Linked DNA regions of Drosophila melanogaster: all the other regions are linked to region 1. The links are chromatin contacts, called in public Hi-C maps. All regions are on one chromosome and are shown on one strand. The core of a region is the stretch at or near the end of the contact, and the rest is flanking DNA. Distances in the headings are between cores, read along the strand shown.

Region 1 (6,354 bases), core at 993-3,492:
CTTGACTTTAATAGATAAATCTATTTCTATTTCTGGAAGATCACTTGGAGTATTTTCTGGTTTTTCAGCCTCCACAACCTTTTTTGATTTCTTGATCTTGCTATCAATGGGCTGAAATATTTTATCCAGCTTCGGTATTGAGGGCACTCCATTGCAACAACGAATGAGATTCACATTTCCCTCAATTTTAAATGATTCCCTAGCAATCTTATCCCACGCCGATCTAGAAATATTTTTATTTAGATTTGCGAGCAATATGAATCCTTTGATACCTACCGTTGCTGATTAACAAAAATGCTGGGATCATTATTATTATTATTCATCAGCGATTCAAGGCGTGAATTGTACAGATTATTCGTAAATAATACTAAGGAATCGGATAGACCAGCCACATCACCAGATTGTGTAGAACTATGAGGATTCTACATGAAAGACAAACAATTTAAACAAATTCGAATGTATGTTAATGAAATATGAAGTTTATACCAAAATCGACGAAAGCATCTTTTCACTGGCGCAGAAGTCGAAAACCTCTTCAGGATAAACCAGAAATGGAACTGAATGTATGATGATTTTTCTAAGTTTATTAGTCACACTGGATGCTTTTTTCAACGATTCGGGTGTTATTGGTATATCTTTCTTATTTGGGTGCCATATCTGAGTGGTAGTATACGTTTTTAGCTCAACGCGACCATCGGTTTGCTTGTAAACTCCAAGATACGGGGTGACCATTAGACCTGCGGCAAACCCCGTATGGGTCACAAATCGGTTCCAGGAATCAGACATTGAGTACTGTGACACATATGACATGCAACAGTCAATGTTGCTGGAATGTCCAGTTTCATCTTGTACAAATAAAAAAATATAATACATTTCTCGATTTACTTATAACTATCGAGCTTACCCACGCATCGTCGGCATCGAAACACCGGATACAGGCGCCAGGATCTACTTTCTTCGGCCAGCTTGGGATCATATACATTATTGACAACCATCACAAAAAATAAAGACGTGAGTGACTGCCCTTTGGAGTATTTTCCTGATATGAGAAAGTAGATAACATAATGACGCTTATTTGGAATATATTATTAATTTTACTATAACTATAACTCACTATAACTCCAGATCGCATGAAACATGTTAGAATCGAAATTCAGCAGAGACAGCTTTGCCTTCAATATGTTTTCTTGACCCGACGATATTCTGCAAACCTTGAGCTTTATAATTTGCAATTTTTTCGGATGAATCCTACTTACAGATCCCAGGTTATATCGTTGCCATGGCCCAGGATGTCGGCAAACTTTTGCTGCACTTCTCTGACTGTGGGAACTAAGTTTCCGTCCCCTTTTGGAGCACTCATTTTTGCAAACTTTTATTCCTGCTTATTTCTAGAACTTCTTCTGTTGCACGTAGAAGATGGAAGTTGCAACAAAAGGCGGCTATCGATAGTCAGTGCTGACGAACTGTCACTATCTAAGTAATATGATGTATTTACCAGTCATATTAGGGATATTTGTAATTTAAATAAACATTAAATAAAACACTTATCAAAATGTATATCTCTTAATGTTTATGATCACCCCAATATTGTTTACATTCGACTGTTTGTAAATAATTAGGTTTCATAAAAGGCATTATTACTCAACGAATTAAATATTATTCTAATTTTTGTTATTAAGTAATTAAGTAATTACAAAATTTAGTTGGCTGATAACGATATTAGTGCAATTTAAAAAGTTAAAATCTTAATGTTAAGTTAAAATAGGTTTCCTATCGGTTGAATCAATTATCATTGCGTTTCTTCGTAATTTACAACTTACGAATGGCGACTGAGCCGATGCACTTTAATCGATAGCAATTTTGGCAGATGGATCTTGAAAATCTAGGCAAGCTAGATGAGAAAGCGATAGAAATGGTCACCCCAAATTTTAAACGCGTGTCGATGCTTGAGTTCCATCCCTATCTCCCGCTTTCAGTTAACATTCCAGTGGTGTATATAAAATCTTATGCCTGGGGTTTTTGAAATTTATACTTAAATAATATATATTAATACTGAACATGTTAATATTTTTAAATGTGTTTTGATACAAATATTGTTAAAAACTAGATTTCTTTAACTCTGAATATTCAAAAAGTTTTATGAAGCCAACTCCCCTTAACAGCCCTTCTTTACAACTAACAACAACGCCTCTGTTAAATATAACAGTGAATTTCGCCGCTTTAACAGCAACTGAGAGCGGCTAACAGTGCGAGAGAAATTCGAACGGGGCAGCAACAAAAAAGAAGAAAAAGACTGGTAATAACGCTACGCTTCTCAGTTACTCAGTTCCGAACGGGCAAAAAACAATTTAGCGCCCTCTGAAACGCTCTGTGTTTTATTTTCCACTTAAAATATTAAAAAAGTGCATAAAAATTGCACACGTCGCTGATAACTCGCTCGGTATACTTATTCTCTAAAATACTGTCTTTCAAATCAGTTGGAAAATATGACATGATAATAAGTGAACAATAGCCGCGCCGAGAATTTTTCGACGAGTGACGGCGGTTATTCCGTTTTTTATTCAGTTTTTCTTAAAAAACCCAAGCGCATAAACAATTAAAGTCGGACAACACCATCGTTAAATGAATTAAAAGTGAATAAAAGCGCTGTCAACGCCTTTTTGGGCAGCGAAAAAAGGAAAGAGAAATCCAGGCCCAGCATCCTTCAGCCTGCTTCTTCTTCTTCCTCTTCATCTCCTTTTGCATTTCTTTTCGCCGCGTCTGTATAGGTGTTCGTGTTGGTGTGGTTGTGTGCAAGCTTGAAAATTGTGTTAAGTTAAGTAAATTTATTCCAGCTGCCAACAACAAATTGATGCCAAAAATCTATACAAATTAAGTGCTGCGTGCGCGTGTGTGTTGAATTAGCACTCCCAATTGGTGTCTCTTTCGCTCTAACTCTGTTTTTGAACTGTTACCCAAAGCGATGGGTGTGTGTAAGTGTGCGTGAGTGCTTCACATGGAAATTAATTAAAAACGCACATTTGTTGCCATTTCCCTCGCTCTCCCGCAAGGATTCGACTGACTGGCTAATGAGGAAGCAGCCAGGCGAACAACCAGCAGGTGACTATTAATACATAAAAAAAAGCATAAAATGTATGAAATTAATTATGCGAGTGCTTGGATACTATCTCTCCAGATTTCGAGGGGTTTTGTCTTTTACTTTTGCTTATCAGCATCCATTGAACAGTATCCTATTGTTGTCATTGTTGCTGCGGGGAGGGACACTTGCTCTCTCGCTCACTCTCTTTCATGTGTGGGTAGCGTTTTTTTTTTTTGTTTTTTATATACGCATCTATCTCTTCTTTCGCTCTTTTCTTCGCCTTTAAGAGGCGTTGTTGTTGTGTGCTCTTCTTTTGTGCTTTTTTCCAACATGAATTTTCTTCGCTTTTTGTTAGCACGTCGCTGTCGCTGAGGACTGACCTTGAACAAGTTCAGGCACAGTGGCACGCATGCCTGTTTGTTGTCCTCCGTTTTGGCTCGTCTGCTCCTTTTCGCCTTTTTCAACTCGTTGTCCTTGGCCTGTCCCACTGTGCCGCCTCGCTCCGTCTCCCTCTTCCTATCTTTCTGTGCGCCTCGCTCCCGTCTGAATGTTTGCCCAAGACTGCGAGAGTGTTTACCTCATCACTTAGGTACAGTGGAAATCTCACTAGTTCCGATACACCGCTTATCAATAAAAAATAACCCATTTCTATATCAATTTTTCCTGATATCAATCAAGTCATATGTATTCAACTTATTACATATTCAATAGATTTGTTATCTGAAGAAGAAGTCGCTAAGAAGACCGTGTTCGAGTCCCACTAAGATAGCACCATATCTCTAAGGGCGATATTTTGGATCTAAATCGATTTTTGTGTGATTTTCGCTAATAGACATTTAACACGTGTACTTTAAATTAATGTTTAATTTATTGAGCACTATGGCTTATAAGGAATTACAATCATTCCGTTCAGTTTAAAGTTCATTGTTTGCATTGGCGCTTCAAATTTTCAATCACATGCTCGTTGGCGAAGCTCTGATTTTTAATTGCGCCAGCTTCCGCGAGAAGCTCTCGCTCTCTCTTTTTCCCACATTCATCTCCCCTCGATCGGCCGTCTCTGTCGAATGGGCTTTAACGCTTTTTTCAGTGGCGCAAAATAACGTTGTATACGCTTTGCTTGACTGTTTGTTTGCCTATCAGCTGCTGTCACCGCTTTTCACCCGTTTGCGCCTTCTGGCCCACTGATAACCGGCGGTGCGAGGCGTTAGACGTCGGCGGTGTTACTTTTATTGGTCCGTACAGTGACCCCGAGATTCTCCGCCGACGTAACGTCACGTCAACGTTTTCAGCTTTTTGCTTTCTCTTTTACTCCCCCTTGCCGCGCCGAAATTTTCGACACGTACGAACTGCTATTCATTATTAATACCCGAATTTCGAGCGATTTGCGATCCTAAACAGTACGTTTATGAAATAACATCCTTATGTCTCACAACTTAATCTTTCAACTGTTTTCTACTTCCTTTTGGGTTTCTCCACTCGACTTATTCATGCTTTTCTAAGATATGCGAAAAGTAATCTGCATGTAGCAAGTTTCACAGAATTTTGTGTATAAGCACACCAATCTTAATAATTTTAAGAAAATTGTATTTTGGTCTTTATCAATGTGCTAGTATCAGCTAGAATATAATACTCTAATACTCGAACATAATAATTCATTCCGTTTCATCATGTGATCCCCTCATGTGAGACTTTCAAATTCAATGCTTCAAATAAATATAATGTTTATCAGATAATTGTTTTTTTTTTTTGAAACCAGCGGAACATCGAGAGAATAACACTTATTTCCATTGTGAATTTGTTTAGATAAGGCATACCAAAATACTTTAAAAGTTTATGTTCGTATAATGCAAATTGTTCTTTTATTTTAAACAAATACATACACGTGCCTCTCTTCTCACACACGCATTTGCTGATGTGGATACATTCTATAAATATTGCAAGTATTTGGAATTTCTTGATTGCGCGCGTAAATGGATAGAAACCAGACATCCACGAAATTTGTGCACTGCAGGAGAACTTTAATTTATTACTGGATTTCTTACTTACTGGATCATCGTGTGATTTCTTTAATTTACATGCGAGCGATTCCGAGCGTTGCAAGAACAGCAAAAAATGGCCATGATCATGTTTGTCTAGTTCGTTTTAATTTTTATCAGCAAAAAATTTAATTGAGTGCAAATCGCGAGCCGAACCGAGCAAGTTTCCAGAAATGTGAACTTCCCAAACACCAAGAAAACTGAGTCACCACACAAACATTTCGATTGTCTGCTTCAGCGAGCCCATCAAGGCGTCGTCCAGTTGCTTTTCCCTTGCTAAATGTTCTTTATTTTGCCTATTGAAATACAAATATGTGCAGTGTGTTCACTATCGAGTCCCAATGTACAAATGTCCCGTGTACCAAAGAAACGCTGAGAGTGCGTGCAGAAAACACGTTTTGTTCGGGGCTCCGAAACCGGACTTTGCCCTGTGAAAAGGTAAACAAAAGGCGCTTAATTAAATTTTCATACGCAGCCGAGGAATATGTATTCATAAGTTATTTAGCGTGCGAGAGAACGGGAGCGACCAACCCTGCAGAGGAAGTCCATAAAGTAGGCAGGACCTCGGCTTGGGCGTGGTTCCTCTAGTTTTGCATTTTTATTCCCCTCCACTGCAGCACAAGCTATTTTAATTGCCAATTTGCGGGGTCGCCGGTTTGTCACTCAGCCCGTCGTGTCCTTCAATCGAGCTGAATGTATTTGTCGTCGCCACACAGCCACCCCCCGCCCACTTTATATGATCCCCTCCATCGGGGGTTATGAGTAATGCCCTGCACTTTATGTGCAAAACAGGAAACTTCGCCATCCGTGTCCTGAATAACGAATACATGCAACTATGTACTTTCTACAACCGCAAGCTGCACTGGATGAGTTAATTATGGGCTTGAGCATATACACTGCGAGAAATGGGCCCGAGGCCTCGCATCTCGAATGCTTAAAGTTTATTTTTTCGACATTGTAAGCTTATCTCGGTGAAACTAACTTTGCCCTTGGGTGTAGTACAATCAAAGGAAACTGCGTCTTACTATAAAGAAAATAAAATCGTTTGTTTTTAATTTTGAAATGTATGATTCGACTATAAATTTTTAGTAAATATGTTTATGATAATTTATGATGACTTCTTTCAGTCTTCAAGTCAACTTTGTTTGATGAGGCAGTGATTAATATGAAATCGAGGTTTGGATTACTTGGATCAATTTCTGTGAGTGGAGGCCAACGCCCAAGCCGCAGACCACAGGA
Region 2 (6,287 bases), core at 1,118-3,617, 600 kb after region 1:
ATGTGGAGCAGGAGCTAACCGCCCAGGCGCCACGCGTTGAGTGGCTGACCGGCGACGAACTGAGCGTGGCGGATATCTCGCTGGGATTGCTGCTGCATCGACTGTATCAGCTGGGATTCGAGAATCAGTTCTGGACCTTCGGAAAGCTGCCGCAGGTGGAGGCATACTTCTTGCGCTTCCGGCAGCGCGAGTCCTTCCACCGCCTGCAGCCGAGCAACTTTGCCATACTGCGCGAAATGTGGACCCGAACGCCGGGCAACTATAAGCTAGGAGCGGGCGCCGGCTTCCTGGGTATGGCCATGTTCGCCGCCTTCGCGCACAAGTGAGCGGAGCAGCGGGACAGCAGACTTTGTTAACAAATCCTTTTACTGTTAAAGTTGGGCACATATAAACACACGAACATAAGAACGCTTAAAGCTACGCACTGCTGATGAAGGATGCTTGGGGTGTCATGGTAAGAATCCGGCGGTGGAGGAGGATGAGGAGAAGAGCGCGCGATCCAGTGCCAGCCTCGGCTGCTTGCTTAGTAATATCATCATCGTTTCATATCATCGTTGCTGAATATACAAAAATTTGGTATAAATTCCAATCCGTCACCTAACTATCAATTCCTTCTATGCTTGATGGCTGCTCTCCCCTCTGTTGACTTGACCAGGGTTCAGCTCTCAGCTCTCCAGCGTCTGCTGCTCGCGATCCCTTTCCCGTTTCTGCTGATCGGACATCAGCAAATTGGCGGCTGCACTGGCCGCCTTGGGGCTGGTGAACAGCGGCATTCCCATAAACGTGGGTATCTGCTGATCCCTTGGCACTCCCGTCGTTGCCGCCTTGCCATTGAGGTTGGTCCTCGAACTGTTGGATCCCGAGCTCGTGGTGGCCGCACCCGTGGATAAATGCGAGGGTCGCTTGAAGGGGAAGGTGGGTATCTCTCGCTGATAGCTGAAGCTTCCGTTGCCAGGCGCCTCAGGCAGCAGACCGGGCGTGGGATACCAGAAGCGATAGGTGAAGTACCAGGTGAGTATGGCAATAATGCCGCTGATCACCTTCTCGATCATGCGGTGATAGTACAGCATGGTGCCCACCAACATGATGTCCCACAGCAGCTGCAGGGCCGCCATGCCGATGAATAGGGTGCGAATGATCGGCGTCAGGCGTTTGTACAAGAACTGCAGGCTGCGCATTTGCTCCTCGTTCAGCGTTCTCAGCGGATTCGTGCCCGAGTTCTCGGCTGTGCTGCGATTGTGTCGCTCGTTGCGGATGTGCTCCTTGATGGTCTCCCAGCGGATGATGGGACGCGCCTCCTCGATCAGCACCAGGCTGGAGTGGATCAGGATGAAGGCGTGTCCGGATATATCAAAGCCCTTCCACAGATGACCAGCCTTCAAACAGCTCGATTTGGTCGCATAACCTGGAAGCGCACACGCGATAGTTATTATTAAATTCATTACACGATGCTTGTATACCCACCCTTTGTGGTGCAGCGTCCGTAGGAGTTCTCCACGACGTTAAACAGCTTGGTCCAGAAGAACCAGAAGAAGGTGGCTATGACGATGCGCGGGAAATGGTGTCGCAGCATCCGTTTGTGGTCGCCACACGTAATCGTATAGGCCGAGAGCACCAGGAAGGGCACCACGAAGAGCAGCGTCCAGCCCCAGCCGATCTTCACGAAGTACTGGTTGAACAGGTTGTCCGATCGGGCGAAGTACGTCTTGGGGAAGGGCACAAAGTCCCCGATTACGGAGATCACAAACAGACTGCCCAGATACAAGGCTACTTTGAGGTCCGTATTGAAGAATATGGTCTTCTTGCACAAATGGATGACGCCCATGACCAGGATCTCGCGGATGCTAGTGGGTGCGGCCGTGGGCCTCGTTCCGCGCGCTTCCGACCTGGTGATGTCAGGTCCTCCGGGCCTGAAATTCATGTTGGAACCGGAGGAGGAGGGACTTCCCGCAGTACCGCCCAAATTTGGACGCAGCGGACGTCGCTTGGTGGCCATAGCTGGAGCTGTTGCTCGGGTCCAAAGTGTGTCACTTGAAAACTGCGTTGTTTGCTGCCGTTTTTGGTAATGCTGCGAGTGAAAAGCGAAAGTGAAAGCGAAGGAATCGTGCGTGTCAAAGTTCAACGGTTGCCAGACGCACTTACCTGTGACCAAACAGTGCCAGCGCATTCAAATCAGATCAACTGGTCAATTTGTTTGCTTTTTCGCCGGGCTTAGAGCACCCACTGCGTTGTTCTCAGTTGTAATTTTTCAATTCTTATTTTGGCCCAAATGTACGTGTTGCGCCTGTAAAAAATAGAACAGCTGCAGCTGGTGAGCACGCTTCACTGTGACTGGCAACTCTGATTGGAATTTTTATAAAGAGCGGGTTTCGTGGCGAATGGCAAGCCATGTGATCAGCTGTTCGGGCCTGAGATTTATCTCGAGCATTTTTAATTGCCGGTGCGGTTTTAATTGAACTGCGGCATGTACAACTCGGCCAAGCAGCTGCAGCGCGTGCTGACAGCGCGCGAGATTCGTAAAACCTTTTTGGATCATTTCACCGTCAATCATGGCCACAAGTTCGTTCGCTCCAGCCCGGTGGTGCCCTTTTGCGATCCCACTGTGGCTTTCGTTAACGCGGGCATGAATCAGGTGAGGTAACAGGCCCATTAAAAGCTATTGTTCGCTTGTTTATACGATGGCCTTCGCTGTAGTTCAAGTCGGTGTTCCTGGGCACAGCAGCGGCGCCACACAAGCGGGTTGTCAACTCCCAGAAGTGCGTCCGCGTTGGGGGAAAGCACAATGATCTCTCCGTGGTGGGCACGGATGGCTATCATCACACGTTCTTTGAGATGCTGGGCAACTGGTCCTTTGGGGATTACTTCAAGGTGGGTGCGTTCAGCTTACCCTCTATCACTTCTTTCTCACGAGACCTTTGGGTTTTCAGCGGGAGGCGTGTGCAATGGCCCTGGAGCTGCTCCGTGGTCCCTACAACATTGATCCAGGTCGTCTATACGTCACATACTTTGCTGGCGACAAGGTGCTGGGCATTCCAGCCGATCTGGAGTGTTTCGAGATCTGGAGGAGCCTGGGGTAAAGCTTGTTACATAACGAGAAGTTGGTTTCTTAAGTACTCGTGCTTTGCAGCTTTCCCGCCTCGCGAATACTGCCCTTTGGCTGCGCCGACAATTTTTGGGAAATGGGCGCTACAGGGCCGTGTGGTCCCTGCACCGAAATCCACATAGATCATCGCCCGGATTTGGGCAGCGTGGAGCAGCGAGCCAAGTTGGTGAACGCAGGTCGTTCCGATCTCACAGAGCTTTGGAATCTTGTCTTTATACAGTACAATCGGTGAGGATTTGCCTTCAAGTGGATTGTGTTCCTAGCCTAAGGTTCTTTATGCATTGATAGTCATGCCGATGGCAGCATCTCTCAATTGCCCGCTCATCATGTGGACACCGGCATGGGTTTTGAGCGGCTAACGGCTGTGCTTCAGAATAAGTCTTCTAACTATGATACGGACTTGTTCACGCCGATATTTGATGGCATCCAGCAGGCGGCCAAGACTCCGGTTTACAGTGGCAGCTTTCCGGATGGTGGAAATGCAGCAGTACTCGACACCAGCTATAGGATACTAGCCGATCATGCACGCATGGTGACCGCCTGTTTGGCCGACGGCATGCTTCCAGATCAAAAGTAAGCTTGTACTCATGCCCTGCAAATTTCGCATATAATCCAATATCTATTTCAGTCAGAAATTGCGTCGCGTGCTGCGCAAAGCTCTCAACATTTCGGAGCATGTGTTTGCCCACGACAAATTGCTGACCCAGCTAGTTCCTATTGTGGTGGAGACACTTGGTGAAGCCTATCCAGAGATGGCGGCTAAGCAGCAGGCTGTTATCGACTTGATCTGCCACGAGCAGGAGGTCTACAAGAATCTAAGAGAGAGTTCTTCCAAAGCGTTTGCAGAGGTGCTTATGGAGTTTCCCAATCTGGATGACATCGATCTGATGGAGTGCCCGGGATTCGTGCCCGCCTATCGAGAGTTGCAGATGCAGCGCTGCAAGTTTTCCAATAACACAATACCAGGGGACTTCCTTTACAAGCTGACCGATACCTACGGCCTGACCGAGGAGAGTTTCCTCAAGCTGGCTGAATTGGAGAACATGAACTGTGATTTGGAGCGCTACAGGGCGGAGGTCAGTCTGGCGAAGCTCAAAGCCAAGGGCAACCAAAGGGAGACTGCTGGAGGATCACTCTGCGATCTGGCCACGGAGCAGCGTATTGCTGAAGCTCAGGCGATGCTAACGAAGCGTCTGACACCCACCGACAACAGTCACAAGTACACCTACTCCTTCGACAAGGAGAGTGATTCATACCAAATACCCCCACTAAAGACTCGAGTCCTCGGAATGCTCCTCAACGATGCGGAAGTGTCACGAACCCAAGGCAGTCGCATACAGCAACCCTTCACCGACCTTATTTCCATTGTGACCGCTGGCAGCAATTTCTACTATGAATCCGGAGGTCAACAATCGGATGGCGGAAAGATCCTTGTGAGCAATCACCAACAGCCAGACCATCCTCATTCACTAGACGTAATCGGTGTAAAGCATCTCAACGATTGCGTAGTTCACATCTGCAAGTTATCCAGTCCCACCGACGCCTTTCAGCTGGCCATTGGGGATGAGGTGGAGCTGCAGGTGGATGCGCAGCAGAGACAGCTCAACACGTGCCATCACACAGGTGAGATGAATATGTTAGAGTTACTAGAACCGATTACAATCAATCCCTATAATTCTAGCCACGCATCTACTAAACGCCGCCATCCGATCGCTTTTCAAGAAGGTCACCTACCAGGTCTCCAGTTCTGTGAGCAGCGATCAGTGCAAGCTGGAGCTGGGACTCCTGGGCAAGCGCATTCAAAAGACCGATGTACAGCTCATCGAGGATCTGATCAAGTGGGTCGTCCTGATATTAGAAATTTTTATGAATTTAACTTACAATCCTTTGCAATAGTCGCGTTATCTGCTCTGCTGCGCCGGTTGAAGTTCAATTGCTGAGTGCAGCTGAAGTTCTGGAGCAGAATGACATCACAATGGTGCCCGGCGAGGTTTATCCTGAGCAGGGATTGCGTCTAGTCAACGTGGAGAGTCCTGAACTGCAGCTGAGCTCCAAGGAACTGTGCTGCGGAACGCATGCAACCAACACCAGTGAGCTTTCGTGCTTCTGCATCGTGAATCTCAAGCAAACCAATCGTGCGAGATTCGCATTTACCGCCGTTGCTGGCCAGGCGGCGGAAAATGTGAGTGGACTTATATATCGCCTTAGACTAGTCATTTAATCTTCTTACTCTGTTCCAAATAGGTGCTGAAAACGGCTGCCCTGCTGCGACACCGCGTTGATCTCCTCGAGAAGCAGTTCCAAACTGACAAACTCACAAACGCTACGGAGGCGGAACTGCAGACGATTCGGCACAACATGTTGCACACGGACATTAAACTGCCATACGCTTTTAAGATGGACACGCTGGAACGCATCACCGAGATGCTGAAGAGAATAAAAGATTCATCGCGCACAACCTTAAAGTAAGTTTAACTTATTAAAGTAATGTGCTCCATTTCTAAACTCTACATTTTCAGAGAATTTGTGGACGTAGAGATGCGCACGCTGCTGCAGGAGAAGCCGTTGGACACACACCCCTTCATTCTGCACTACATCACCAGTTCCGCGCTCGTGGAGGAGATTCCTTTGCAACGAGCCACCAAGCTGTGCCCGGATCGGCCCATCCTCGTAATCAGCGTGTGTGATAGCGTGGTCAAGGCTCGCTGTTGTGTACCAGAAAAGTGTATCACGGAGAAATTCAACGCTTCCGCCTGGCTGCAATCCTTTGCCGACACCTTTAATGGACAAATAGCCGCGCCCAAGGGCCAAAATCCGCAGGCCGTGTGCAACATGAAGGGTCGACGGGTGAGCAATCTGTTCGAGGAACAGTTGGAGCAGGCAATGTCCAAGGCACATGCATACGCTAAGCTTTATCTATAGGTATAAGTTGTGATTACCCTCCAAAATGTGCTAGCTGTAAGCTTGCCCTTTGAATAATTGCTCATGTGAGGAGCGAGTAAATGGCGAAGTTTTAAGGAATTTCAGAATCTTTAATCACTAATCACTACCAGGTCATCCTCCTCCTCATCTTCTGCGTTATCCTCTTGATCCTGGGGCACCAAGCTGGAGTTCATCAACTCTTCAAAGACATCCGCATTATCGGAACTTTGATTGAAGAAGTAACTTATGTTATCCAAGGGCT
Region 3 (6,298 bases), core at 3,748-6,247, 650 kb after region 1:
CAAAAATAAAGTTGCCCTCTTTATCGCACAACCAAACACTACCACTATTGCAATCACCCGAAATAAAGGCTTAACCTTGGACTTCAGAAGCTCAACCGGCGCTTCGACCTTAAGGCGTGGCAAAAGGGGCGGCGACGGCATACGGGGAGAGGGCCGGGTCAGCAGACTTAATCAGTCGTTGCCTTGTCGCTTTCATATCGGAATGTATTCCGTGAATGGGGCAAAATTGCACTGTAAAAAAACAACTTCTTTCCAGTTTCAAAAATCTGGAAAAATTTGTAAAAATCGAAGGAATCTCCGCTTCGACTTATAAAAAAGTTCAAACTAAATTATTCTTCTTTTTAAGATTGTAAATGTACAAAATCCAACATAAAGGACAGTTGTTAATTAATTATTAATTTACGAGCCCGTAACAACTTAAATTTCTGTGCAAAAATGAAGTGTGTGGAGCGATTGTAGCGTATAAAATCGTGCATGGCACTACCAGCTCATACTCAAACATACAGATACAGCAATGATTCAAATGATTCGAGGGCTGACTAATTCAAAGGCAGCGCTACTTTATTTGATAAGCGCTAACTAGCAGAAAAAATGTCATATGTTTTGTAATAAGAAAAATACTTTTGTAGTTTGACTTCAAAGTTTACAAAGTGAAAAGCACAAGTTCCGTTGCGAACCATATTTTTTCGCAGTTATTAAGTACGTCACAATGAAAACTAAACAAAAACAAACGGAAATTCAGACGAATAATTCCCAAATGGAAAGGGAAATCAGCTGACTCTTTTTTCATTTCGCTGAATGAACTTTATCTTGACGTTTGGCATTTGTCACTTCATTTGGTTTTTTATGGATTTTTGAGCAAACAAAAAATAATAGTATAAAAGCGGCTAACCTTTAATCGTTGGCGAATAAATTCTACAAAAATCTTGACACACACGCAAAAAGCTTATTTAATTATACACGCCACAAAGAGAGAGAGAGAAAAATGGAAAAGAAAAACGAAAAATTATATTTTAATTTTGAAATGTTCGAACAAACAAACAGACATTGAACCTTATGCTGAATTTCGACAGTGTGTGTGGGGGCGCTTTATATTTCTTTCTTCTCTTTTGTTATTAATTTGAGTATGTGTCTAATTTAATATTATTCTGCCAGGGGGCATTTGATTTTATTTACTTTTTGCTGTCGGCTTCTTTTGCTGCTTCTTCGGCTTCTTCCTTTTCTTCTGCTTCTTTACTCTTTTCTAGGCGCACGCACACTGGCACGCCGGCAAAAACACACACGAACACACACTGGTGTGTTTACAAACTTTTGCGACGTTTTCAAGTGCGACGTCGGCAGCGACTTTGGCTTTAACTATTTCGTTCTCCGCTTCCTCTCGCTGTTCGTTGGACTTTTTTGCCAACGCTTTAATAACTTTCTATTGCTATTTTTATATCTTTTTAAAGCACACGCACACAATAACACACGTAAGTGCCGCTCTCTTTCTGGTTATAATTTAACAATTTTCCTATAATTTATATTTTTTCTTGTTTCGTTTTGTTAGTCAGCTTTAAGCTTACGCACACACACAATCACTTGGCGACACAAACGAAAAACGAACGATGCAAAAGAGACGGTAACTACAGTTATAGTTGTTGTTGTTGCGAGAGCAGCTGATCTCAAAACGACGGGAGGAAGTAAGTGGGAGGAGAGAGTAGTGCCTCTTTTTTACTGGAGAAATGGACAAACTCTGGGAACTGCGAACTGCGAACTAACCGAGGCAAAAATTGAGAAGCGAGCTGAAAGCGGAATTCAAACAACGCAGCGCTGACGGCGACGCCGGCAGAAGCAGCGCCGCACAAGGCATGCGCACAGAGAGTAAGAAAGAGCGCGGCTAATGAATGAATGAACGAGGCGGAATGCGGGAAGAGCGCAGAGAGGCGCAATGACAAAATAGTTGTAGAAAAGCGCCGGCAAGCGGAACTCCACACTCTTTCTCACTCTCTCTTTCCACCCACACCCCTAGTTCACCGGAAAAAGAAAATTCGTTTGCGGCGGGGGTGTATTTTTCACCAAAAAGAGAGTGTGTGCAAAACGCTAGAGAGAGAGAGAGAGAGAGAAAGAACTGACGTCAGTTCTGCCTCCGTCGACGCCGCTGCCGGCGTCGCAAAGCGCCACCACCCAAAAAAACGCGAGAAGAAGCAGAACAAACACACACAAAAATTCGCACAGTGGAGCAGAAATCAAGCTTGTGGCAAATATATTACTTCATTCATCATTCGACGGGCGCGTTTGGCTCTCTCACTTGTTTTGCCAATTTTGGTGATCACCATTTTAGCATATTTTTTCTCATTTAATAAGTTTGCAAAAAAACCTAGGTACAGTGAAATGGTTATAATTAATAAAGGTATTTACATTGATCCCTTTTTTTACATAACATTTATTAAGAAAGTAACAAAAAATACATCCAAACTTTATAAAATGCATCTTTAACAACACAAAACCATATATACATACATATGTACATATGTATGGCCCACTTTACTGATCATTCACTGTGCATATAAGTAGTTTTTAACAAGTGGTTTTCTTTTGCTTTTTGGCACCGTGAGAAAAAAATTCAGAACTGCGGCTGTCTGGCATCCACTGTCTTCTATTAGCCCGGACCCGAATTTTTCACCACCCCCAACTCAAAAGTCACCAGCTGATGAGCTGGTCATCAATTTCTGTCTCTCTCTCATTTTTTGGCGGCTTTTGGGCCGAATTTTGTTTGTTTGCTCGTAAAAATAAATCATCGACCGTGGAGGAAACACGAGCGATGAGTGAAAAACTATTAAATTGGCACCATCGCACCACGAAAAACATAAAAAAAATTATTATCATGACCACCTGTCTGCCTTGAATCACTCATTTTCCACAATTTATTATAGAGCTACAACTTTAGAGTGGTTCGAAAAGACAAATAAAAATGGTAAAAATGAGTGTCGAGTTGAAGGAATCCCCTTGTTCGCCTTAAACTTTTGGCTAACCCACTTTTTATAATAATGAAAAATTTAACATTGTTTTGAACTCACGAAGTTTTAGACAAAAACCTGTTTATAGATGGGATGTTCGTTCATACTGGAATTGCCCATAACTCACCGCAAATGAATCTTTGACTTTTTGAGAATGCTTCTACTGATTGATTGACAATTACTTAATTGATAAATTGGAAAAGAATACAGGGGAGGAATTCCCATGGAGGTAATTGCATTTGACCGGATCTGTTGTGTTCTAGGAAAGCTGTAAATGTCATATGCTTACATATTTACATATGAATAAAATTAATGAAAGATTTCTAAGTTTGGTTTTAAATTCAATACAATAGTTTCCAAATTTCATAAAGCATTACCCAATTCACCTCCATCCATGAATCATCAATGTAATATTTCTTCTTTTCATTCAAATTTATGATCTGAACGTCTAACAAAGCATCAAATCAGGCAAAAAGTATTCGATAAAGATATGCAAAAGACGACAATGAGACAAAAGAAACGAGTTACAGAAAGCAATTTCAATGGAGAATAGCAATTTTATGGCTTACATTTTATTCGCGTTAAGAAGGGGGAGTGCGAATATCAGCTGATAAAAAGCAAAATGCGTTGGCAAAAAAGAAAATCGTGTATGTGGGTTAAGAAGAATGGATGAGAGGCTGAGGGATTCATGGAAGATGAGGGAACAACCGTGATAATAGCAAAACAAACGAAACAGAGAGAGAAACAATATTATAGAGCGAGAGGGCGATAGCCGTGGGGAATTTTCAATTGAAAACGAACGCGTATAAATGCGCCCATATGGAAAAGGCACCCACACACTCATCCGTGTGTGTGTGTGTGTTGAGGAAAATTGCGACTTTGCCTGCCTTTTTATCGGCTTGCGGCATCTCCCCTCCTACTCTTCCGCCCCTCCTGCATTTTCATGCTGGTTGCTCAAAGTCTCGCAGTCGACGTCAACGTCAACGTACATAGAAGCAGCGGGGTGTGAATGCGGCAAAAAAATACACTCATATGGGATAGGTACGCACAGCTGCGGGCACATTAGTAGAATATCAGATTACATGACACGAGTGTCAAACATAGGAGGCAATCAACGTGAATTATGCAAGGAATGTAACTTATGAAAAACCATTATTATTCGAGTTACAGCTGTTAATATCAAATACATTTTCAGTAATACTCTTTGTTTAGAGTACTAATGTGATGACCGCAATTGTTAATATTAAATACATTATCAACGGCGTCGCGATTACAGTAATAGCAGCGACGCCGGCAGAAGCATCCTCCCTCTATATCTATCTCCCTCTAGCCAGTGACGCAGGCAGCATCTTCTGTGCTGCTGCTTCTTCTTCTTCTTCTAGTTCTAATAGCATTTACTGTTTGTTCAACTGTTATGCGAGTTGGACTCCAAGTTATATTTTTTCTGCCTTTTTTTGTTGTTATTGGACTGTTGCTCTCGTGCGTTTCTAGTTTTCCATGGGTCCAACTTTTACTGCCATCCTTTACCTCCCATTCTCCGCTTCCCATCACCGATTCCCCTTGCCATTTACATTGACATTGCTATTCTCTTATTTTATCGCATCATGTTTGATTATACACTGTAATAAATTAATGGTTCAAGCAAAATTATTATATGTGCGTATACATTTTCAGAACAAAACGTTAGTTGTGTGATTTCTAAGCAATTGTTAATTTATTTATACTCTTTTAGCCAATGAATCTATTCTTCTCAGTGTATTTCTATAGGGTGCATTTACTTCTTCTGGCTCGTTTCATTCCATTTTCATTAACATTCGTTTGCAGGTCGTCAAGAAATTAAATGCTCATTATTTGGCCTTTTTCCCAACCATTCTTATTGTTTCCTCCTCGCATTTATGGTTTATTCATCATGCACGTTCGTTTTTCTTATCAGTCCAACTACTTTTGGGCTCTCTCTTACTGACTCCCTTTCCTCTTTCACTATCTTCTCGCCATCGACGTAGACATCTGCGCTGGCATCGACGTTGGCCACGGCAGAGACGTCAGCAGCATCAACGAGCCACCACTTTGCGGCACTTTTGTCGCTGACTGACCGATTGACGATTGACCATCCAAAACGGACTAAACACTAAGCCCCAAACAGTCCACACCCACTCAAATCACCACCCCTCGTTCCACAGAAAACACAACACGCACTAAAACACGCAAATAGCGGTGGTAAAAATAATGGTACATTCATATAAATACATATGTATGTATGTAACAACTATAAACAAGTTACAATTACTGGCCATAATATAGCTAAATTAGTCGCCTTTTGGCATGTGAAAACAATATGTTGATTAAAAAGGATCGCCAATGCAAATGCCTCTTTGAGTATGTTTCAAGATAAATACCCGCACCACGAATAATGGAATTAGTGATATATGGGTATATCACATAAACATATGGTGAAATATGTATATGAACTATTACCGATATCTTAGCATATATTGGGTTCTTTTGATATGCATAGGGGAACATTATGACAGCAGATAATGTTTTCAGTGGAACTGATCTCAAAGCGATTAGTATTTATCCTAGCTTGAGAAAATATTTTTACTTTTTTAATTTAGTTTTAGTGGCTAGCACTATTAACGTGACCTCCGCTGTGTTGGGCAAACATTTTTATTGCATGTCGCCTATCAATCGCTGGCAATTGTTGTTGTCAACGTCGCAGCAGCAGCGCAAAAATAATCGCAGCAGGAAATAAATAGAAATGTGTATCGAAATAAATAAGTAAACATGTGCGAAAAAAAATTGGAGTTCGGAATGGGGCATCAAGGATGGGAAAAGAGAGACTGTGTGTAGGCTGGTGGAAGTGCACGATAAAAGCTTTAACGTTAATGACCAAGCTCGTATTTGCGAAGCCATATTTATCAGCACACACTCTTCTTTTTCCCCATCAATTGGGGATTCTCTACATTCACTGTGGGGCAGATGGAACAAATATGAATCAAATATTCTTTGATATTGTAAGTAAAACATGTGCCGGAAATTCCACATAATTTATAATTTATTATACATTAAAGGTCGTTAATACAATTGGCTCGTTTTCCAAATAAGCAAATTCTGAATTTCGAACAATTTTTTGATCAATTTATTTTTGAATCAATTCGTATGGGTTTTGGAAAATGTTTTTCAACCGGGGGTCCTATTTCAAAAAGGGAGAGATTTTTCACGCCTCAAAAACTTAGTCACTTTTGATTAAAAGACGTCATTGTTATTACCAATCGTCAAAAAATAAACATTTTCTTTTGTGC
Region 4 (6,159 bases), core at 2,099-4,598, 810 kb after region 1:
ATTTTCGAGGAAGAGGTTCGGTTCGCTTGGGTTTTTCTCGGATTGGCAGGTGCTATATGCGCCATATAGACAGCCAGTCAGTTATCTCTGCCTAAGAAGGGAAAATTCATAGGTTGGGGAACGCGAGGTCTTGGGTTAATTACGCAAGGTTCTTTGGTCAGATTTATTTATGGCCAGTATGGCTGATTTATTTGCGCATTTTACACTTGTCCATGCAAACTGCTAACTGACAGGCAAGCGTTTCCGCTTGGCTACAGTTTTACAATTGAAATTGACATTTAATTGAGCCGCATTGCAGTGCGCAATTGAAAATGGTTTTCCCATGAAAATTGTGGGGCACTCAGCTTCCTCTCTTGCGTTGTCTCACCCAATGCTTTCTAGTGCATTTCACTTTCTTTGCTCGGCAAATTGATAAGAGTCTCATTTTGGGGTCAATCAACAACAAAAATTCTTGGCGACATGTTCTCAATTGAAATGAATTGAAATGGCGACATTTTAGAGCTCGAGCATAAATCAAGCATACATATATTCACATTTCTAGAGCGCAAATCGAATGGCGGGGATAACCTTGATTAGTCTTTATCTCTTTTGGTTTTCCCAAGCCATTTTATTGACAATTGTCGGTCAATATCAAAGCTAAAAGTGATCTGTACAAAAGGGTGGATTTTCTACAGTCTCTAGATAGCCTGTTTAAACATTCCCTTTATTCATACTGGTTCATTGCTCTGTGCCTTCCTGTTCTTCTTCTTGGATCGTCTGCATTCCTTGTAGCTTATATACAGTAGACATTCTATAACTTTAACTGCTCTAAGCTAAATCATATTTGAGCTAATTAGTTAATCGTTCTTAAAGATGTCACCTATATAATTTATATTGAAATCAATTTCATTGAAAACTATATTTTCGAACAGTAATCTATTGAGGTCAGTTAGAGGTAGGGAGTCTCTACTGTACGCTCAGGCAGTAAGGACAAGAACCTCAAGGATTTTGACCTCATTTGTCTGGCGCTGTGGGAACACGAGAATGTGAGCAGGAGATGCCGCCGGGCCGCCTGGCCACTTCTCGGAAAGACCTGCCCCCCTCTTGCTTAATAGTTTTTATTGCCTTTATTTGTTTGCTCAGACCGAAGAGACTTCGAAGAACATTCATTGAAATGAGCCGCGCATGCGCAGCGGAACAGGGGCAAAAAAAAAAACTTGTTGCTAGGCGGCAAAATTACCCCTTTGTTCCACGACGATCGTTTTTTCTTTTTTTGAGGTAACTTGAGAAGTTTTGTCTTGGTTTTCTTATATAGTATTTTTTGTGGAGCTTGTATTCTAGGCCATTGGCTTTTGAGGTTGAACTCTTACTTTTGTTCAAGCAAACAGAATCGTACTCGTTGGCAAGGTTCTCATTTCGTAGAGGTTTACTTTTCAATGAACTTTTTCTTAAACTTTGCTTGTTGGCCAAACCGAACTGCTCAGGTGTATAGCTTGAACTAAACCGCCACCGATTTTGATATGTTTGGAATCCTCATATGCCGTGCAAAAAAAAAAGCGTTATCTACTGGAGATAATGGTGATGTTTCAGCGGAAAAGACACTAAAACGGTCGGATAATCTACGTAAATACGTCAAGTACGATGTATTTTTGGATGCCCTATGTCTTAATTGTTATATGACATGTTTATTTGGCAAACCTACGCTTGAAGTTCAGTGAGTATCTCGCGTGGAGCTCTGTTTACTGGGTCCTCACCCATGTCAACCGCCTGCCCGACACTCATGTGATCTGTTACGATTCAGATACAGATATCTGAAATATATGTGGAAGTTGTTATTTAACGGCTGCCTCAACTTCGGGGTAAAGTCTAGCCGATAACCGATAGCGGCAGAGTCATTCACGGAACTTAATCAGTGCTTCCGAAGAGGCGACAAGAGCTAAAAATAAGCGGCACCATTGGTATTTCCCCTCTGAACTTTGATAAGAGTATGCGGAAAATAAAAATATCACAAAAAAATTCGCATATGTAGAAATTAAACTTTTAGTGAAAAACTGTTGAGTGCCGAAAGCAGCTCACACAAATAGCACATTTTAGTTTGGAAAAGAAGAAAATATATTTTTAACAAATATACATCGAAATATATTTATACACGCTTTGATGGTTCACTCTATCTATTTTTAAAATCTATGATCTATTTTAAAGAATGTCAAAGAAATCCAGAAGCGTAAAGATCAAACTATGAGTTCTTTGAACTCAGAATAAATTGGTTTACATTTGAAAATATGACAAGATCCACTTCTTTTAAATGGAAAACCCATTTCACTCAAAGGACAGTCACCCCTATTGCGACTCGTCGTCTTTCGAACCCCGATCCCCAGATAATCCTTATACATATGTCTATCTATCGCAGACAATGATGGGAAAAAACGTCCCCAGACAATCGGAATATGTTGACCCTATTTTTGTCGGTAAACAGATATTGCGACGCGTTCCTGATTTTTGCGATGGCATTTCGAGGTCAATAAATGATACAATGGAAGTGTTTTCACTAACAGTTAACACTTAACACTCGAGTTCAGCACTCTTCTACCGATTCGGTTTCGGAATGAGATCGAGATTGAGAGCGAAGACAACTTACCGGAAAATTGAAATGGCTCGTGACTCAGGCAAATTCCGCGCCGACAAATAAGAGAAATTCGCAGGGGGTGTGGGGGGTGTCTGGGTTCGAGATGACACTATTCGTTGGATCGCTGCTAAATTCAGCCACTGCGAACACGATTTTAACACGATTTTGCTATATAGTCACACAACGCTCACGTGTTAATTATCCATGAAGGGCTACATTGAAAAGGCGCAGGTTTAGGTGTGTATAACTTTTCCCGGATTACACTCTCAATGCGATTGGTTTGATTGGCGGCGAATGGGAACCAAACACACACACACACACACACACGGCTATTTCGATGCAAAAACTTGTGTCACATCAGATTATCGAAATGTTTGATATGGTTATTGTTGCTATGCGGCGTATTGGAAATATCAACGGCTAGTAACTAATTATACAGCGTGGTCGAGTATATGTAATGTGCTGCTTGAGTGTGTTTTTTATTGGGGAGTTTGTTAGAACGCGAGAACGTGGCGTTTATATATGAAATAAAATTTCTTTTTTGTAATTTAGTTGAGCGTCGGGCAATACTCTCAATTTCTTGCACGCGTTACGTATATATTTTTAGCGTCGGCAATTGCACATCCAAATGAAATTGAACAGATAACAACGAACTGAAAACTCGAGTTCAACACGCAAACACAGATCACAGAGAATTAAAGCGATTTTCCTTCCGTTTCGACTATGCGCAGCGGACAGACTGATATTGTGGGCCTGGGGCCGAAGAGTTTTACGATCGCTCGGTTCGGTCTGTCCGCCGAAAGTGCGAGAGCAACCACTCAACTACACTCGACAACAAAACAGTCATTTATTTTGAATATGGTGTTGAATTTAATATATAGTCTATATGAAATGCTATGTGAATCTTGTTTATTTTATACAGAAATATATACTAAATTAAAATGAACCTGCTATCTGATATTCAAGTTTCTAAAAAAGTCCTAATAAAACCGATAGCTTCATGATTGATCATGATTACTATTTCCTTGTAGCTTGGTGTTTCGGTTATTTGTTTCCACTCAATTGGCTGCCAGTGGAGTGAGTAACTTTACCTTGCTCTCGGTGATTTTTCACTCCGATCTTTTTCTTTCACCTGGCAACGCAATTCTCTTTTTCACTTGGCAGATTGGTTTAATGTGAATATATGTAAATTGAACAGTTATTCGTGACGTCTTACTGCGATACCGCTGTCCGCTGAGTGGAGCTCCGCCCCCCAATTCGCAACTAGCTGCAGCTAAATGGGCAAACAAAACGTGCGGCGATAAGAGCAAACTGATAAAGCGGAAATGCTTTCAGCCAGATTCATTTGGGTAGCCTAAAATCTAAGCTGCGACAGGCGTAGAAATTCGCACAAAGGTAAATAAATAATGGATAAAAGTACAGTTTGCTTTCCTTATCGCAGGCTTACCTGCCCAAACAATCGCATCCCCTGCAGGTGGGATGAGTAATCCGGTATCGAAATAACACCTGAACGGACGGCATTTAAGCGAAACGAACATCAAAAAAAGAAGAAAGGACTATTAAATTATGACATTCTTATTTATCGTTCGACTTAAAGCTTTCACATTCTTGGGTTTATTTTAATTTTAAATTATCAGCAACCCAGATTTTTAAATTCCTTACGATTGACTTTTTTCATTTTGCCTTAGAACCTTTTTTGGCGCTGTGCTTTGTTTGCGTTGTGTCAAGCGATTGGCATCTGGTTCCATAGTGTAGCGGTTATCACGTCTGCTTTACACGCAGAAGGTCTCCGGTTCGATCCCGGATGGAACCAGGAGGAAGTAACTTTTTTTTATTTTTATTTTTTTAAACGCTTACTAAGTGGAGTTTTAGCAAACAAAAGTATATAATATGTTATATATAATTCTTTCGTGTTCATAGTATACACAAAAATCAGTTGTTTTTACTTAAGTATTATTTAGTATTTTGTGGGAATAAAAAACTTGAATTTATGTTTTCTGTCGTAATAAAAATTAATAAACATATAATGAATTTAAAAAAATATATACTTTTGTCAACGTGGTTCCATCCGGGATCGAACCGGAGACCTTCTGCGTGTAAAGCAGACGTGATAACCGCTACACTATGGAACCTGTTATGAGTAGGTCGGCCAAATTTCAGTTTTCTTCAGCAAGCCCGGAAAATTTAAAGCATGCTTTCAAGCTGCTAAAAAATAAAAAGAAATTACGCATAATTCCTTGAAGTAAGAATATAAAATAATTACGTGTGAGTATCATATTTTTATTTAAAAGCCAAGAGCACACAATAGTTATATATTTGTGCCTAATCGGGTAAAATCTTGTTACTACTTAGTTGTAAGTATTATAAAATAAATATAAGTTAGAAAGTAAAATTACAAACACAGTAGTAAATATATTGCACCGTTGTTCAACCTAAAAAGTATGTCCTAAGCAATAAATCAACAAAAACTAAGGTCTAACAAAAAGGAAATTCGCTGAGCAAATGAATCTGAGGCTGTAGAAAATCAAGATTAGCAGGAGCAGAAACCAAAATTGGACGCGCAGACCGCCGAGGACATGCAGCTGGACTAGCAGTCGATTGTCCTTCCAACACTAGCTTCAATATCGCCTGGCAGTCGTCGGTCTGGGCACACCCGAGGTTCGCGGCCTGGCGGATTTGGAGCGCATTGGATTGGACACGCCATCGGTGTTGTAGCTGAGATAGACATGTGAGAGATCGAGGAAATCTGGCTCCTTGCCACTCGTCTTGTGCGCCGAGATGTGTTTCCTCATATTGTTACCCGTGTAGGCCACACACTTCAGCTGCCACTCGCCGATGTCCTCGTTCCAGTGCGTATACTGATTAATCATCGATTGGTACTCCTTGGGCACATAGGAATTTAATACCAGCTCACATAAGGCCAATTCCCTGGATAGGCTCCTGATATTCTCGTATATGCCCTCCTTTTCGCGCTGGTGCTCCTGCTGCTGATCCGCCAGCTCCGATTTCACGCCCATCAGCATCTGCATCACCCGGTGTATCTTCTTGGTAATGCCAGTGCTGGCATCTTGAAGCGTGGAGTAACGCTCCTCAATGTCAATCCTTTCGGTGGCCTTTTGCTGTAGAGTTTGCTTCAGCGCCTCCTCGGACTTTTCATGTTGTTCCAGCTCCGCAATGGATTGCTCTAGCAGCAGCTCTTGCGTCTGGGCTTTCTCCAGCAGATTCTCGCCGCCAACGAGAATTTTACCTTCCAATGAGACTAGTTTATTGCGAAGTGTTTCCTGCTCCGTCTTAGCATGCTCGATTTCCTTCTGATGCTCGTTTTTGCGCTTGGCCAGTTCCTCCTTTTCGGCATCGGTTTTCTCGCGCTTCTTCTTGGGTTTTTTCTCCACAGCCTGGATCGTTGATGATTCCAATTCGATCTCCAGTGGTGCCTCCAGTTCGTCATCTGCTGTATCCTCCTCCTCTTCGGAGCTCGGTGGCTCCTCCTCCAAGCTGTCGCCCTCCTCCAATTGCTTGCGAAGTCGGGCAATCTCCTCCTGAAAGTGACGAAG

What was found. A called contact is a pair of places that touch in the nucleus more often than the background predicts.
Region 2: a contact with region 1 is called in a Hi-C map of the Kc167 cell line, with 2.7 times the contacts expected there. A contact is called at or near these places in 2 of 107 Hi-C or Micro-C datasets (the Kc167 cell line and the S2 cell line) and 1 of 7 datasets of targeted methods (the Kc167 cell line).
Region 3: a Hi-C map of the Kc167 cell line shows a contact between it and region 1, with 4 times the contacts expected there. A contact is called at or near these places in 4 of 107 Hi-C or Micro-C datasets (the Kc167 cell line, the S2 cell line and embryo) and 1 of 7 datasets of targeted methods (the Kc167 cell line).
Region 4: a contact with region 1 is called in a Hi-C map of the S2 cell line, with 1.9 times the contacts expected there. A contact is called at or near these places in 2 of 107 Hi-C or Micro-C datasets (the Kc167 cell line and the S2 cell line) and 1 of 7 datasets of targeted methods (the Kc167 cell line).

Annotation. Positions count from the first base shown.
Region 1 is chr3L:4,539,809-4,546,162 of dm6, forward strand. CG11357 reads left to right here and starts at 2,243. Exons shown (of 4, transcript NM_001259697.2): 1 at 2,243-2,296; 2 at 2,835-3,099. It overlaps CG32243, which reads right to left and starts at 1,436. Exons shown (of 6, transcript NM_168094.3): 1 at 1,257-1,436; 2 at 1,115-1,203; 3 at 905-1,039; 4 at 487-845; 5 at 277-422; 6 at 1-223. The coding sequence starts at 1,360.
Region 2 is chr3L:5,143,731-5,150,017 of dm6, forward strand. It overlaps AlaRS-m (Alanyl-tRNA synthetase, mitochondrial), which reads left to right and starts at 2,368. Exons shown (of 10, transcript NM_079208.3): 1 at 2,368-2,632; 2 at 2,695-2,868; 3 at 2,928-3,073; 4 at 3,128-3,331; 5 at 3,392-3,676; 6 at 3,732-4,726; 7 at 4,785-4,941; 8 at 5,000-5,285; 9 at 5,348-5,568; 10 at 5,623-6,122. The coding sequence starts at 2,465. The coding sequence ends at 6,025. It overlaps Fitm (Fat storage inducing transmembrane protein), which reads right to left and starts at 2,333. Exons shown (of 2, transcript NM_168110.3): 1 at 1,465-2,333; 2 at 352-1,405. The coding sequence starts at 2,167. The coding sequence ends at 666. It overlaps Gdap1 (Gdap1,), which reads left to right. Exons shown (of 4, transcript NM_139688.4): 4 at 1-587. The coding sequence ends at 326. Gen (XPG-like endonuclease) reads right to left here. Exons shown (of 5, transcript NM_139686.3): 5 at 6,119-6,287. The coding sequence ends at 6,136.
Region 3 is chr3L:5,183,039-5,189,336 of dm6, forward strand. The region is part of intron 4 of shep (alan shepard); the gene reads right to left. Among named protein-coding and RNA genes, the nearest start is that of Srp54k, 34 kb to the left of the region's middle.
Region 4 is chr3L:5,351,998-5,358,156 of dm6, forward strand. It overlaps CG46456, which reads right to left and starts at 3,349. Exons shown (of 5, transcript NM_001382162.1): 1 at 2,618-3,349. It overlaps lama (lamina ancestor), which reads right to left and starts at 3,926. Exons shown (of 5, transcript NM_168116.2): 1 at 3,697-3,926. It overlaps tRNA:Val-TAC-1-1 (transfer RNA:Valine-TAC 1-1), which reads left to right and starts at 4,346; the gene lies at 4,346-4,418. Klp64D (Kinesin-like protein at 64D) reads right to left here. Exons shown (of 1, transcript NM_079210.3): 1 at 4,867-6,159. The coding sequence ends at 5,224. It also overlaps tRNA:Val-TAC-1-2.